2 separate regions of the Mus musculus genome follow, and region 1 is linked to region 2. Evidence: chromatin contacts called from public Hi-C data. All regions are on one chromosome and are shown on one strand. Each heading gives the region's core, a stretch centred on a gene start, on an enhancer-like site or on the middle of the called end of the contact. The rest is flanking DNA. Distances are from core to core; before and after follow the strand shown. Region 1 overlaps Gm33752 (a long non-coding RNA gene). Region 2 overlaps Tox (thymocyte selection-associated high mobility group box).

What was found. Hi-C and Micro-C count contacts between places; a contact is called where the count stands out from the background.
Region 1: a Hi-C map of Th1 cells shows a contact between it and region 2, with 5 times the contacts expected there. The contact joins two enhancer-like sites. A contact is called at or near these places in 1 of 15 datasets of contacts at CTCF or cohesin (pro-B cells), 4 of 484 Hi-C or Micro-C datasets (CD4 T cells, Th1 cells and cerebral cortex) and 3 of 115 datasets of contacts at active chromatin or transcription factors (DN3 thymocytes, T-cell acute lymphoblastic leukemia and neural progenitor cells).

The regions. Positions count from the first base shown.
Region 1 is chr4:7,595,616-7,600,739 of GRCm38.p6, forward strand. The region is part of intron 3 of Gm33752 (a long non-coding RNA gene); the gene reads right to left. Among named protein-coding and RNA genes, the nearest start is that of 8430436N08Rik, 37 kb to the left of the region's middle. Within about 2 kb of position 2,561, at least 6 of the 459 cell types and tissues checked have an H3K27ac peak or open chromatin away from gene starts, as enhancers often do. A contact at or near this core is called in Th1 cells, where this site is marked.
Region 2 is chr4:6,894,318-6,898,792 of GRCm38.p6, forward strand. All of the region lies in intron 1 of Tox (thymocyte selection-associated high mobility group box), which reads right to left. Among named protein-coding and RNA genes, the nearest start is that of Tox, 94 kb to the right of the region's middle. Within about 2 kb of position 1,789, at least 9 of the 459 cell types and tissues checked have an H3K27ac peak or open chromatin away from gene starts, as enhancers often do. A contact at or near this core is called in Th1 cells, where this site is marked.

The DNA of each region.
Region 1 (5,124 bases), core at 1,311-3,810, 700 kb after region 2:
TGTAATCTTGCTCTCCATGTTTTCTCTTCGGGGGATATAATCCATTGGCCCTGTTAATCACTCTGTATTGGACTTAATCAATTTTTTAAAAAGATTAATACTACTACCATCTTCTTCAGGGTCCATTGGCCCTGTTAATCACTCTGTATTGGACTTAATCAATTTTTTAAAAAGATTAATACTACTACCATCTTCTTCAGGGTTCACAAATATATACTGTGAACCCAGTACCTGGGTTCCCAGTAGCCACTTAGTGAAAGTTAGGCATTATTATTACTTGGAAAGTCCTAGGCATTTAGAAATGCAATTTTTAAAGCTATAGCAAAGATTTTTGGCCTTATTTCTACTCTCCTGTTTAACACTAACATTATAATCTTTCCAAGTCCAGTTCTTAAGTATCTGCTACTGCTATTTTTGGCCATCTGTGATTCTTAGTAGCACCAAGTTTGGCGTTTCCAAACCACGACTAACTTCCATCACAACTCCCAGTGATCTGTTGTCTGTTTATTTGCAGAACTGGTCATAATTTAGTTCTTTCTGTATAAATTGTCTACATTAGCTCTTAAAACTCTGCAGTTGTCTACTGGGGCGCCAGCATTTGGATGGGTGTTATAACACTACATTTTCTCTTCATTACAAGTCCTAAAAATAGGGTGCAACTGACTAACGTTTTCAGCCTTCACAGCAAGATTTGGTTTGTCAGGAAATGGTGTGGGAGTAGTTCCCGTATTCACTGAAGGTGCAAAGTGCAAAACAAAAATAACTCAACAAGAGTTTAACAGCCCTTCTTTATGTACGTTATTTACAAAGGCCACAATCTGGAGTTCCAGGCACAGCCTTGGGAAGCTCAGGAGATCCTTCTGGAAGGGGGAAATATGCCAATACAGAGTGCATAAAGGGGAAAAGGGGTGAGGATAGACAAGGCTGAGTATGCTGTCTCTGCCCTCTTCATCAGTAGTGTCAACAGGACTTTAATGTTGGGCAATTTAGAACAATGCTGCAATAATGCAATTCATTAAAACACAGGAAGGCAGCTCTCCACTTTCATCTTCATTCTCTCTTGTGAGTGTCTTTGAGTTGTTTTATTTTACTTTGCAAACTAACACACATTGTATTAGTGAATCTTAATTGCCTTTGTACTTTCTGAGGCTTCATAATGCTTGGGACAAATATTTTGCAAGCATGGAACCATTTCAGGATTGTTGCTCTTCTATCCTTCAATAGAAGTTCTAAATATAGGTAGGAGAAAACCTCTCTCTTCATTAATGTGACTTCCATAGCAAATAGCAAGCACTGACGTTCGATATATTTAATCTCCCCACTCTCACAAACATATTCTTGATGTACCCAGAATTCTCAGATGAACATAATTAAATAAGTTGCTGCTATTTTGATTTGTTTATTTTTTCTACACTGCTGTTAGTCTTTCCATTACAAACATAGAAGAAAATTCTAGTATGTAGCATAACATTGGGGATAAATTCTTTATTTTCATGCCAATGAAATATTGCAATAAACACCATTCTCAAGCAAATGATTTGGCATTACTCTGCTCTATCACTGTCTGCAGTGCACTTTAGGAGTTAATAGAGTCACTCAAATGAAAGCAGAGATTTCCTGTTTTCATTTTAAGCCACGTTCTCATTAAATGTCCTCTTTTCAGTTTATAATTTGGAAAACTTTTTTGTACTTAAAAATCAGAAAGATATTGAGAGAGGGAGGGAGGGAGGGAGGGAGGGAGGGAGGGAGGGAGAGAGAGAGAGAGAGAGAGAGAGAGAGAGAGAGAGAGAGAGAGAGAGAGAGAGAGAGAGAGAAGCTATTTTTCTTTTTGTGAGAGGCAAGAGGATGATGGATTAAAGCAGATGTAGAGTGTTTGCAGTTATATAAGACTATTAGTGACTCTGCTTGTTCTGGCTTTTGTAATTTGTTCATGTCCTACTTTATATAACTCAATCCATAATGAGCCAAACATGAAATAAGTTCACACAGTATTCCACGTTTCACATTGTCAGCATATTTTTAAAGTGTAGAACAAACACAAGAGACATCATCATTCGTGAATAGAAAAAAGAGCATTTTCACATCCCAGAGACTGATAAGAAGCACAAGGTTAAGGAGATTAAAAACAAAACAACAACAGTGAACAGATGTGTTTGTTGTTGCGGACAGAGGAGCTTATCCATTTACTTCAATTAACAACTAGAGTGAGCACATCAATACTCAAGCTTGTCTGATGCCTTGATATTTTTTTTTTCCAATTTGACAGGTAATAGTGGGGCTGGGAAAATGTCACAACAATTTAGTGCTGCCTCACTGACCTTAACCAGTTCAGTGACAACATGGATGCATTTTGCAGCGAATCCTTATGATTCATGATAATGTTCTTTCTGTCTGCTCCTATGATGGGTTTAAAACTCAGTGGCAATTAATGGTTTAAAATCAAGTCCTCCCATGGGTTGTTCATTTGGGTGCTAAGCAAAATCAAGTTCAAATATGCATGAGCAGTGTGAAAATGTGGAAACTTTCTTTAGGACCATGTCTTTTCACTTTGAGTCATAAATGAAACCAACTCTGTTTGACAAAGGAAGACTATTGTGTCAAACAGCCAAGCTGCTAACCACCCCTGTGCTCTAAAACATCTTGTCAAAATTTAAGCAGATTATGTCACAGAAATTTAAGTATATGTAAAAAGCTCATGATTTCTCCTTATGAGAGTAAATTATCCCTTCAGCAAAACTGACAGTGGTACCCACGTACAATAGCATCTGCAAGCCACATCAGTGCCAGCTGATCCAATAAATAAATGCTTTTCTTCTAACAGGAAAGCTTAACTAACAATAACATGAAACAAGAGAAGAGAATTGGCATTTTTAAGAGAAAAATAAGGTTCCATTTGTATAATTCTAAGAGTTAGTTCAGGAATCTGTCTAGGAGGCTCCATGAGAGTATCACAGAACTCAGACAAAGCTGAGTCCATGCACAAATTTTTCTCTTCATCAAGGGAGTATCTGGCCACCTGTGCATCTTCACAGCTTCCAGAAACACCTTTTTACATATGAGGAGTGCATCTGAGGTTTTCTAGGGAGCAGCACACTTCGAGGATGCTAGCAGCCAAGCTAACAGAATGTCTCTAAGACAAGGTGCATTAACTATAAGGTTGGTGGGAAATGTTCCTTAGGTCACCCCAAAGCTAGTCTCATCATTGTGCTCACCTCAATTGGCTCAACATACTCTCAAATCTGTGAAGTCTTGTTGGATACCCTATTATGCTCGAAATGTGTCATGTGTTCTCACATCTGTATTGCCACTGTATCTATTCATAATGATTACTTTTGTTTCTGAAATCACAGGCAAGGTTTACAGACCTGGGTTTTTTGTATTTGTCTTTGAATCATTTGATTTAAAAAACTATATTGTCTCTACTACTACATAAATACTTCATATGCATTTGAATTGCATTGATTGTAGATGCCATATCGAAATCCTTAGGGCAATTCTGTCATGGAGGAGCTAAAATTTAGTTATAAAGAGACAAGACAAAGTAGAATAAACAACCATTATGCATTATGCTGTACCTTGCCCCCATGGCAGGAAAATTATAATATAGTAATTACAGTGTGGAAGTCCTAAACCCAGGCCCTTAGGGTGCATCTTTCTTTGGAAAAAGTGCCTTTACAAATGGAGTCAAGTGAAAAGAAGGTCACTAATGTAGGCATAATCTAATGTGAGCAACATCCTTAAAAAGGAGAAAATTTGAACAGACATGTGTAGAGGGAGGGTTAAAATCATTAAGCAATGGGCTGTCTCTAAGCAGAGGAGAAAAGCCTGGAAAAGGTTCCTCACTGCCTCCTCAAAAGGAAATAACTCAGGGCAGCTGTGTTGCAGATTTCAAGTTTCCAGGATTGTGAGGAAAGATATTTTCTTGGTCTAAGCCAACAGATTTGTGATGTTTTGTAGTCATAGCCCTAAAAGTAGAAGACAATCTTCTGAGTTCATCTTCTTACTAGTGAAAATGGCTAAAAGAAAACAATGTGGAAATGCATGGTGGCATTGGTCACATGAGGTAGATCACATAAGGAGTATGTGACCTACCAAATATGACCTCTAGGGAATATGATAAAAATGGGGAGCCTGCCTTCTTCCTTTGTAAAAATAATGATGTCTGCACCCTGACTATTGTGCACTTGCCCAGCATTCACATGCTCTAAGTAATATGAAAATGGATCACAAGTAGAATGGGAAATTATATTTGCAATAATCAATCAGCCAGCTCTGCAAAACAAATTACTAAAAATGTCTTCATTTGATTACCGGGGTGAAAAGATAAATGGAAAATAAAAATTTTCAATGTTGTGTGTTTACTGATAATGTGATGGTTATAACTATATTCATTCTTATCCTGAATGTATTTTGAATCTTTATTAATAACCACAATAATACAGGTTTGTTACACAAACTATGATTTATTTAGGCTTATCAACACAATGACTGTAGGTTAAGCTAAGGGGGCTGCTGTTTCCTGAAATGAAAATAGATACAGAGGAACAAAGAGAAGCACATTTACTGAGATAATACATCAGGTGACAAGGCGAAGCAAACATGTAACATGCAAATGTAGAACTTATTCATTATAGTGACTAGGATAATTTTCCTAAGAAGAAAAGATCTTTGATTGGTTTTGCATCTTTGTTTTGAAAGTTTGTTTTTGATTTTAGTGTCATAGAGCTTAATTTTTATTTTCATTCAGAGAAAAGCATAGTTCGTGTTCTATGGGACTAGGTCTCAATTGTAAGAAAATTATTAAGAGCTGATTGGGGGAAATGGAGTATTTTGGCTTTAAAATAGCACATATAAACCAGCAACATATTAATCCAAAGGAGTGAAAAGTACACAGGTTCTGTCATCAGTCTTCATTCCCAGCTTAGAACTCAATGCACTGGTGTGCACCTTTCAATAATTCCTTAAAGCTGTTTTGTTAGAGCCACATACATCATCACTTAACAGACAAAATAGGAAAATAAAGATTGTTCTAAGAAACCATTGTGAACAGATATAATATAGTCAAGTAAAAAATATTTAAAGTGTTAATTTGATTTAAAAAATCCTAAAGTAATAAACCCCCAT
Region 2 (4,475 bases), core at 539-3,038:
CCAGTTTTATAATAAATATGGAAAGAGAATTTGCAGGTTGTTGACTAGGAATATTGGCGTATCATAGAGGTCCCATCAGAACTATCTCATTTAAAATGATTGTCAGGGTATGTCCAAGAGCACCTAGAGCAAATCTGATCAATACCAGACAATAGGTAGCTGATCGGACCACATCAATGGAAAATCTTGGCTCTGATACTGAAAATCTGCAAGCTCAGTGATGACTTTTGTGAATAAGATATATATAGAGGAGGCACACTTAATCAAAAGATTATTGCAAACATTAAAGAAAACAATATGAATAAAATGTACAGCAAGTCTCTAATGCTTAAGAAGCATTCATAGATGTTGGCGATTACAATGGCTGTCACTATCATTCCTCATTTATTTTGCAAAGACCATCACAAAAGAATTTAAAAAGTGGACAAGATGGCCAAAGTATTTTAGGTTGGACAGCCAGTGACAACAAAATATGAAAACATTACAAGGCCATTCAGATTGAAATTTAAAATTTCACAGTGCCAGCACTGGGCTAGCTCCTACAGTAGAGTGGGGTCGGATGGGATTGTGGTCCCAGCTGTATCACCTGAACACTGCAGGAGATCATGAAATCCATTTAACCTTTCAGAGTGGAGGTCTTCACAGCCCTCTTCAATAAAACTGGGATAATAATCCATACCACAAAGCATTATCAAGAGGATCAACTATAATAATGCATTTGACAATGTTCGGTAATGAGTCAAGTGTTATTATCTGCAGTTTCTGCACCATGAGAACACATGTATAGTCCCCCTATCATCACAACTCCTATTAAAAACAAATGGAAGTTAATTGAAAAGACTGGAAGGGTCTTTGACAAAGGATCACAGTACATGTCAACTCCATTAGCCTCTCTGATATGGTTCAGGTCGCTGGTACATGTGCCCATTTGCATATTGGCCTCACCATCTGAATGGCCCAAGCAACATGAAAGGGTGTTTCTCATCCTTGCTTTGGGAAATGAGACAAAGCCAGTGAGCTAGAGAAAGAAGTTTGCCTGGATGCCGGACAAAATCAGGGACAACCATCAAGTTAATTTCAGATGTGCTATATTTTTAGAATCCCTTTCTCTTGGCTCATGAAACACCTTAGGCTTGACAATCACACATGATTTAGCTAAAGCACCTAAAGATACAGAGGGAATCTGGACCTTGTGTAACAAAACACAAGGTAATAAAAAGACTCAGGATTAGACCTGCCAACAATGTGATTTCAATCCGTCAAGAACGTTCTCTCTTGGGCGGGAAATCCTATTTATTTCTATTTCCTCTTCTAAGCACAACAAGCAGCTTTTCTGTGCGAAACCCACCCCTAAAGAAGTTGTGCTCTCCCAGAAAAGCCTACCAGCAGCACAGTGAAGCCTCATAGGGACCCCAGACCAGGCTTGCTGACACTAAAGGGCAAGCCTTAGGGAGGAGAAGAGGCAAGGAAATTTGATGTTTGCAGTTTTCATTTCTTAAGAAAACCAAAGCTTCTGTGGACAGCTGGGTTGGCAGAGCTCAGTGAACTTTTTTTGGCACCCTAAAATCTAACAACTACACGTCTTTGGTACCCTTTCCAATGTTTTCAGTTTGGGCAGTAAGGTTGCTGCCTCCATCTCTTCCAGTCTGGAGCTCCCACCAGGTCTTCAAGCTCTCCCCTTTCTTTCTGCTTCCTAACATTTCTGATGGGGAATAGCCATAAGGTCTGAGCCATGTTCTGAGTTTCCTGGCGGGTGAGTGGAGAGGCAAATGTGTCACTCTCATCAGGCTGCTGAGTGCAGTCATTTCCAGATGCCTTAGTTTCCTCCCCCTCACCTCAAGAATCTATACACACCACCTGCTATTTTCTTTCTTCTTTCATATATTACCTCTCAAGTGCAGTTTCTCCTCCCTCTCCTCCTCTAAGTCCCTTCTTCCATCTTCCCCCAGACAGGCTTCTACTTCATTTTCTCTTCAAAAAGAGAGCAGGCCTCCCAGCTATATCAACCAAACATTGCATATCAAGTTGCAATAAGATTAGGAACTTATCCTCATATCAAGGCTGATGAGGCAGCCCAATAGGAGGAAAAGGATCCAAAGATGAGACAAAGAGTTAGAGACAGTCCCACTCCCACTGTTTGTAGTTCCACAACAAAGCCAATCTATACAACTATAATACACAAGCTGTGGATCTAGGTCATATCTATACAGTCTCTGTGAGTCCTGGCTTGTTGATTCTGTGGGGCATGTTTCTGTATTGCCTACTTTTTTGCAGTCACTACACAAGTTGGGTCCTGATGAAAATTTGTTCTCCACATGATGCAGGCAAACAGTATACCCAGAGGAATTTGCTAAAGAAGAAGATCGAGCCTTGCTAACTTCAGCAGGCACGGAGTACAATTCTAGCATGCATGAAACTGACTTTTTGCTGGAACCATGCAAGGCCACTAAGTCACTGAACACTTTGTTCCTCCTTGTCACCTCCTTCCTTTCTCCTCTCAAACAGAAACAACTAAGCTCTTATCTCTTTAAAGGGTCATGATAAGCATATACAAATGACCTAGACTCCAGCCAGCATAGAGATTAGTAATGTAATGATCATGGTGCATTGAGCCAGCTACCCAGCTGGCACTTGAAGCATGCATTGGAAGGACTCAGATTCTTAGTTTAGAGAAGAAGCCAAAGAACATGAAAATAAAGGAAGGAGGCATCTCAGGATGCAGATGGTTTGGTTCTAAATTCTTAGAACATACTGTGACTGCTGGGGGGTGGGGGTGGGTGTGGGTGTGATCTGGAAAACTGGGCAGAAGACATTGTTCAGCCATCAATGTCCAGGACAACTAGACCTGTATCATTGTCTTGGCTGTGATTGGGAGATGGCAGAGCTCAAAGATTAGTTTCATTTTTAGAAAGATAAGACATACCTAGCTTTAGAACCAGAATCAGGATATTAGTTTCTCTCTGGGAATGACATTTTGGACTGGCAATCATGGTCCCCTACCTGGGAAGTGGGTTAATATTCATTCCGTAATGATACCTTTCAGTAATATAATATTGATCATGATCATAACACACTTTTCAAATAATTGTCTTCATGCGAACACCATGCTTTCTCCTTGGGTTAAAGCCATGACAGAATCTGAGTGAGGCTGAAGAGTTCACTGTCTCTCACCTCCCACGTGAAGGAAACAAACTGAGGTGAAATGCCTGTCTCTGACTTGCTCAAAAGGCTGCCAGGAGCCTCCAGGTCCCAGAAATTGGGTCCTTTCCCCATCCACATCTGTCTCTGAGGTTAAAAGCACCCCAAAATAAACTGCTCAGGAAGGACAGGTGGCAAATCATTCAAGCCCGTGGCTCTCACCAGCATATACAGCACATACACGCAACTCTACTTCTCTTGGTACTGGCAGCTCAATTAGTTACTCTTTGTCTCGTTCTCTTCCATGCAATGGCTAGCAGACCAGCGTTGCCTCAGTTCCAGAATATCCACTAGGCTTCATTGGTAGTTCACACTTTCTAGAGTACCATTTTCACTCAGCAGGAGTCTAAGGAACTGTTAAAGGACACCCTGTTTGGGATTTTCTCACACAGGGCTTCTATCAGTTGCATAATGTATCCCATTCATAAAAGTGTGGAAATGAATCATTTTATCCTGGCATGGTGTCGTATGAATGCAATTTCTGCACTGGGGAGGCTGAAGTGGATAGATCTGTGTCTCCGACCAGCCTGGGCTAAACATCCACATTGTCTCAACACAAGACGAGACAAAAGAATTCCCTAGTTTAAAACACTGTAGGCTTTGAACATTAAAGGCTATCTAAGCAACTCATGGGTGGCCCTAGTCTGCCTCCAATTTTCTCCATCTGAATTTGATTGTGACTCAAAATGTCTTTGTTTAATTCAATTTAGTTAAGGGACCTAAGTAGGAAAAGGAAGTTGTCTTCTTCCTTTCTTTTTGAATAGAAATTGGGGAACATTTTTCATGATCTTATCTCTCTCCTGAGGAGTGGAACATCAAAGTGACCTTGACAAATCCTGTTGTAATCTATTTCTAAATCGACTGTCCCAAGAGACTTGTTCTGCCCTCCCAAGCTTTGTATTTTAGTTGAGTAAAAGGGGAAGAAGCCAATCATTGTCTACAATGCAAAATGCACAATGACAGCTAAATCTCAACCGAGTAACTAGAAAACCACAATTTATTAAGAAATCATATTTAAAAGTAATATTAACATATTGAAACAAGGCTTTTATAAGATCAGGAGGTTAACGATATCTTCTTATTCTGTAGAGTATATAAGATATTAATAAATAAGGTCATAAATACAACAATTATAACAGCAATTGATCGGCATGGCGTCCCTAAAGTTTCCTCACATCTAAAGCTAGTTAAAAATGGGATGTTGCCTGGTGAAATGACCAAATTCCCCTTTCTTCCCGGACTGGTTATGTTACAATTTCCTGTCCTTTCTACTTCCC